2 separate regions of the Mus musculus genome follow, and region 1 is linked to region 2. A link is a contact called in public promoter capture Hi-C data. All regions are on one chromosome and are shown on one strand. The core of a region is the stretch at or near the end of the contact, and the rest is flanking DNA. Distances in the headings are between cores, read along the strand shown. Region 1 holds the start of Snhg11 (small nucleolar RNA host gene 11). Region 2 overlaps Rprd1b (regulation of nuclear pre-mRNA domain containing 1B).

Region 1 (3,225 bases), core at 421-2,920, 300 kb after region 2:
TAGGGTTTCAAAATGGACTTAGGGTAGGGAGTCACCATTCAGTCTGTAATACTGGAATAATAATTAAATGGGTCAAAACACCTGAAATATTTTGTGTGCTCAAAAATACTGGCTGCTGGTTGTATTCCTTCGTTGCATTGAGATCAAGGTATCAGAGTCGTATCATACTGGGATGACATGGCTAGACTGGACTAGATGGTGAAACCAGTAAAGGCATGTGTCCTCAGGAATGACAACCTGCCAGGCAGTGGTAGCACGTGCCTTTAATCCCAGCATAGGTAGGCAGATCTCTGAGTTTGAGGCCTTGAGGCCAGCCTGGTCTACAGAGTGATTTCTAGGACAGCCAGGGCTACACAGAGAAATCCTGTCTCAGAAAAAAAACAAACCAAACCAAAAACCACTCCAGGACCACGTGGTAGAAGAGACCAACTCAGAAGCGGTCTTCCAATATCTAAATGTGCACCATGACATGTGTGCCTACCAAACACACACACACACACACACACACACACACACACACACACACACATCAACCTAACTCTTAAAAAAGGGCACATGAAACAGCCGGGCATGGTAGCACACAGCTTTAATCCCATCACTCAGAAGGCAAAGGCAGGAGGATCTTTGTGAATTCTTCAAAGTTAGCCTGGTCTATGTAGTGAGTTCCAGGACAGCTAAGACTAAATAGAGACCCTGTCTCAAGAAAGGCAAGTCAAACTAAAACAAGAAGCACTGCTGAGCCACTTGCATGAGCTTGATGTCTCTACTTCACTTTGTGCAAACCCTCCTGGATATAGTATACTGAACATTCCATAATTCATTCCTTATTTTCCATCAGGCTTTAGACTGTCTTCTCTTCAGAGACAGCCCTGATGTCTACGCTGGATAAATAAATAGGTCACCACTGTCACAATCTGCCTACCACTATTTCATTTGTAGTGCTTATGGTTTTTTTTTAACATTTATTTTATTTTATGTGCAATAGTTTTTTGTCTGCATATATGTCTGTGTAAGGGTGTGAGATTTTCGGAGTCACAGTTATGAGCTTCCATCTGGGTGCTGGGAATTGAACCCGGATCCTTTGGAAGAGCAGTCAGCGCTCTTAATCACTGAGCCATCTCTCCAGCCCTGCACTTATGATTTTTAGTGGTTGAATTTTCTGGCCTATTTGTTTATCATACTGATTAAAATATAGCCGAGTTATGGATCATGTTTGTCTTATTCCTTTTATTTTTTAGTGCGTAGTCTGGCCCTTGATACGATATTATGGGTGGATGCAAAGCTAGATGAGTATATGGATAGATGGATGGATGGATGGATGGATGGATGGACAGGCAGACAGATGCATGCAGATGAATAGATACATAAGAAGGCAGGTGGGTCAGTATGATAGATGACTAATGGGATGAGAGGAAGCTGGCGTTCTGCACATATTTTCTGGCAAAATGGATGCATGGACTGATCGGAAGAATGGAAGCTAGGACTAAGGAAGGAGAGCCTCGATGGCGCAGTAAGCATTTCGGTTCTACTCCTGCAGGGGACGCTGCAGAGCCACGCCCACTGGCCAGTTGCGCAAAGGCGAAGCTGGAGACTGCAGCGCGCGCAGCCGCAGCTGGGCAGACACTGCGGTTTTCGGGGAGTGTCCTGCGCAGTCCCGCACTGCGGCACTCACTCACGCACTCAGCCTGCTAGGCAAGTCACCTCGGCTCTGCGCTCTTGGCCGCTTCCAAGACCTCCAGTCTTCTTTAACCGGATAAACCCAGGAGCCGGGAAGCTAGGGTGCAGGCGTGATCCTCCAACCCTTGAGAGCTATGGACCTCCTGGAGTACTGGAAAAGAGATCGTTGGTAGGCTGGGACTTCCGCCTTGCAGGGTCGGTGGGCTACAGTTGAGCTTACGCCCAGCCTTAGGGGAGGGAGCCGGTAGGAGAGAAAGACCAGGGGACGCAGTGCTAGTGTCCGGGCGGAGGTGGAGGGTTGGGGGCTGAACCCAGGTGAGGTTCATGAGGCATGCGAAGCCTCTTGTCCTTTCTTACACAGGGTTCTCGGACTGTTGACCTGCGTCCTTCCAAGCTGATAAGCCCAGGACCCTAGGACGGGATGCTAGGACTCCTGTGTGGCGCCTTGCTTTGAACCCTTTCCCAAGGGCTGTTTCCCAGATGAGCCTTTGCCGCAAGGCCCTCTTGACACCAAGGATGACGACGCAAAACCTGCGGCAGCCAACACCCCTCTCCCCACTCTCCGCACTCACTGGTGGGTGCCACCATCCAGGAAGCAAGTATCCCGGTAAGTGCTGCGGGTGCACCTTGAAGCCTGAGTGCCACCTAATTTTAGCCTACCTATGGGCACCAGCAGAGGGGTAGTGTGGAATTCACCCAGGTTCAGAGGTCAGCCTAGCAAAGACCCTGTGCAGGAAAGCTTGGGAGTCTGGACTCAGGCCATAAAGACCTCAGGTCCTTTGTGAACTAGTTCCTTCATTCCCAGGTAGGGAAGTTGCAAAGGCAGATCTGGCTGCTTGTCTTATTTTGAACCCTAGTGCCTGGCTGTATGGTAGCTATGCCCTGTGGTATGAATGAAACCGATTTCTCATTTTGAACGTAAGTTGGTCTTCGAGTGGGGGCAGGTAGATTTCATATGGCTGAGGTCTTTGAAGCCAGCGGTTAGCCAGTTAGCCAGCATTTTTCCATTTGAGGTTCTTTGGCAGGAGATGGGATAAAAAACCTTTTGGAGTCGCTGCCGTTTATCAGAGCTTGGAGGAACGATCTGAAAAGTGCTCTCTGACAGGTAATGTGTTGTTAGCATCTTTCTTTGTTCAGGAGAAAGTGCTGCGTCATTAGTTATCCAGCCTCGGGTGTATCTGTTGTATTTGGCTGTCGCACCAGGTTCTCTGCCCAGGTCAGACTTGGCCAAGTGACATTTAGATGCTGATTTAAATGCTTCTTGTTTATTGCAGAATTGACAGCTTGGTGCAGAGGGGACATGAGAGGTGTCTCTGTCCAGCTAGGAAGCAGCTGGACCACAGCGCTCCCAAGGTAGGATCTGAACCTAAGATGGCTGCCCTCCGGGAAGGGGAAGGAGAAGGGGAAGAGGGGCGGGGCTGGAAAGATGGCTCAGTGGTTAAGAGCACTGATAGCTCTTCCAGAGATCCTGAGTTCAATTCCCAGTAACCACATGGTGGCTCACAACCATCTGTAATGGGATCTGACACCTATTCTGGTGTGTCTGAA
Region 2 (2,963 bases), core at 1-2,500:
TGTCAGATTCCCTGGAGTTAGAGTTACAGATGGTTATGAGCCACTATGTTGGTGCTAGGAATTGAACCCAGATCCTCAGAAAGAGCAGCAGGTGCTCTTAACCTCCAAGCCATCCCTCGAGCCCCAAGACTGGGGTTTTTGTCGAAACACTTGAGGGTCCCCAGAGGAAAAAGAAGGGCCCAGAAAAAGTTTGTGTATGTTCCAGTGTTTAAGAAGCCCACTGTCATGTGACAGATGGATGGGTGTCCAGAGGACATTCCTCTGTACTCATTTGCCATTTGTCCTTTTAGAAGGTTCTCTGTGCATGCTTGTCAATGGCTTTAGTGATTAAGCTGACCAGTCCGCAGACGTGGGGATGCAGCCACAGTGTCTTCTTCTCCTTGTATCTTCCCCAGCGTCTTACTCAGCAGCTCCAGCCCTGCTCTGATCCCCAGAATGTATCCTTCTGAAATGTGGTAGCTGCCCTGGAGCTGGCAGGGAGAGAGGGACAGGTTAGTGACGATTTTTGTTCTACATGGATCTGTGACAGAAAATTTGAAGCAGCATTCTTATTTCCAGTATGAAGATATAGGTGCTGTTCTTTCAGCCAGATGATGGCTGAACAGATGTGCTTGCTGAGGTTTCTGATTGTAAGAGCAGGTCCTGTGAGCATTGAAGGATGAGCCTTCTGAGGCCTGAGAGGGCCTCGGCTAGGTTAGACCACATCCAGGTAAAAGTTTACTTCCTTTTTCTTTTCCCACTTCCTGGTCCTGGCATTGGAGCTGTGTCCTTGTGCACGCTAGGTAAGTGCTGCACTCCAGAGGCTCAAAAGCCAGCTTCTCTATGTTACAAAGTAGCTCTTGGAGTTACATTCAGTGTGGTACCACCATTATTTAAAGCAAGGCCCTTCATGAACTGCATTGCACATGATTTTCACCTAGGAGGAGCTGTGCCCTATGTCCCATATTTATCACAGCAAAATATGATAAAGGAGACAGCCATGGTGCCCCATAGCTGCTTTTCAGCATTCAGGCCACCCCAGTGTTAGTACTTATATAAACACTCTAGCCAGGGGAAGAGTGGGTTTGAAAAAGCTTATATTCGGGTCAGCATTTTTTAGGTGAGTTGCTAGAGGAAACACAATTTTGTTTGTTTCAAAAATGAAATTGCTGTAGAAAGGTCACTGTCATTTTAACCTCTTACCCCAGAGCTCATCTGTAGCATGTCAGGTCTGGCTCACTGCCCTGGCCATAAAAGGCAAAGAATGTGGAAGGCCCTGCTCCCTCAACGCTTTGTTCACTGTGCCATGATCCCTGAGTTCACAGTGTTAGCCAGTGCTGTTAGTGCACTTTCTCCTGTACTTTGTGGCTGTGAGGCAAGACTCCAAGGCTTTGCCAAGAGCATAAATCCTAGACATTATCTCAGAACACACCTTAGGCTATCTGTATTTGAAACATTGCTTGGCAGCCACAGAGACTCTAGAAGCTCATCACAGTCCCCTGGATCTTGACTCCGGTGGTGGCAGAAGGTCAGATGTGATGTGACCCGTTTCAGGGTTCTGCACTGATGTTCAGTGGGCAGGCTGGCGGCTGCAGCTAGGGACTGAAGTATGCCCAAGTAGGAAGCATGTGGGTGGGACTGTTGGGTTTGCCTAGGCTTCTTAGGGAAGGCACCAGCGAAGAATGAGAGCAACAAAGACCTTGTATTGTAGGTGGAGGGTGGGGGGCAGCTGCCAGAGAGACCACGGCTAGTAAACTCACTGCAGCAACAGCATCCTGGGGTGTTGATGGTGTGACTCCTAATCTCTTAAATGCATGGACCAAACAGGGAGGCATGAGTAGTAGACTCCCATGCCTGGGTCAGGATCACACACAAGCATAGGAGACTCTGAATAAATAGCCTGTGGATTCTGTCCTTGCCCTGTTTAAGTGGCTTTTGGAGTGCTAAAGAGCCAGGAAAACTTCATCCTTTGGGAATCAGAGTGCTCCTAGTGGGCCTACTCACAGGAAACTGCTGGGTGATAGTCACTGTTCTATCACTGTGAAGAGATGTCATGACCAAGGCACCGCTTAAAAGAGAAAGCATTTAACTGGGGGTTTGTCTACAGTTTCAGAGGCTTAGTTCATTATGGCAGCGAACATGGTGGCACACATGACACTAGAGCAATAGCTAAGAGATATATCCTAATCCACAGGCAGAGAGAACTGGGCCTAGCATGGGCGTTTGAAACCTCAAAGTCCACCCGCAGTGAGACACTTCCCCTGCAAAGGCTACACCGACAATAAAGCCACACCTCCTAACCCTCCTCTACTAGTGCCACTCTCTAGTGACCAGGGATTCAAATATATGAGCCTGAGAGGGCCATTTTTATTCACATCGCCACAGGTCTCATTGTGGAGGAGGCAGGAGTTGTGACGCACACTGTTCTCCAAGGGAGCCTTTCAGCAACAGCTCGAGGACCACACACTGCTAAGAGGAAAGGCATGAGAGTCTTTGATTTTCCTGAGCTCTTATTGCCCTGCTTAAAACCAGGACACTGGGAAGTTCCCTCGGGGCTGGAGTGGGGAGTACACTCCCCTACCTTGGGGAGTGTCAAAACAGGAAAGAATAGAAATGTGAACTGAACTGAAGTTACACATGGGGTAGTTTTGCTTGGGCTTGTTCTTGAATGCTTTGATAGACCGTGACAGCATTTATAGTTGAGTTCATTTGGAAAGCCTGAGTCTTCAACAAGGGAGGAGATGGAATCTGCTCAGTGACCATAAGAGGGCTAGCTACAGCGAGGCCTGTCCCTGTCTGTCACTAAGCTGGGCTGTTGAGCTGCCCCGTGAGGCCCTTGTTCTAAGGCAGTCTTGACTGCAGTAGGAACTTGGAGGCCAGGCCTGCTTGCCCTGTTGATTATTTAAACCTCTTGGCCCACAAGGCTTTCATTTGTTCTGCTTTTGAACAGGATCTCTCTGTGTAGCCCAGGTTGGCCTTGAATT

The links. Promoter capture Hi-C pulls out the DNA fragments that hold promoters and counts their contacts.
Region 1: a contact with region 2 is called in a promoter capture Hi-C map of liver, with 2.0 times the contacts expected there. The contact joins the promoter of Snhg11 here to the enhancer-like site in region 2. A contact is called at or near these places in 2 of 39 promoter capture datasets (liver and neural stem cells), 2 of 115 datasets of contacts at active chromatin or transcription factors (acute myeloid leukemia and bone marrow-derived macrophages) and 1 of 9 other capture datasets (adipose tissue).

The regions. Positions count from the first base shown.
Region 1 is chr2:158,374,043-158,377,267 of GRCm38.p6, forward strand. Snhg11 (small nucleolar RNA host gene 11) reads left to right here and starts at 1,671. Exons shown (of 5, transcript NR_164123.1): 1 at 1,671-1,846; 2 at 2,039-2,284; 3 at 2,952-3,030.
Region 2 is chr2:158,070,166-158,073,128 of GRCm38.p6, forward strand. The region is part of intron 6 of Rprd1b (regulation of nuclear pre-mRNA domain containing 1B); the gene reads left to right. It overlaps 2010009K17Rik (RIKEN cDNA 2010009K17 gene), which reads right to left. Exons shown (of 4, transcript NR_040609.1): 4 at 199-470. Among named protein-coding and RNA genes, the nearest start is that of 2010009K17Rik, 20 kb to the right of the region's middle. Within about 2 kb of position 1,251, at least 37 of the 459 cell types and tissues checked have an H3K27ac peak or open chromatin away from gene starts, as enhancers often do. A contact at or near this core is called in adipose tissue and liver, where this site is marked.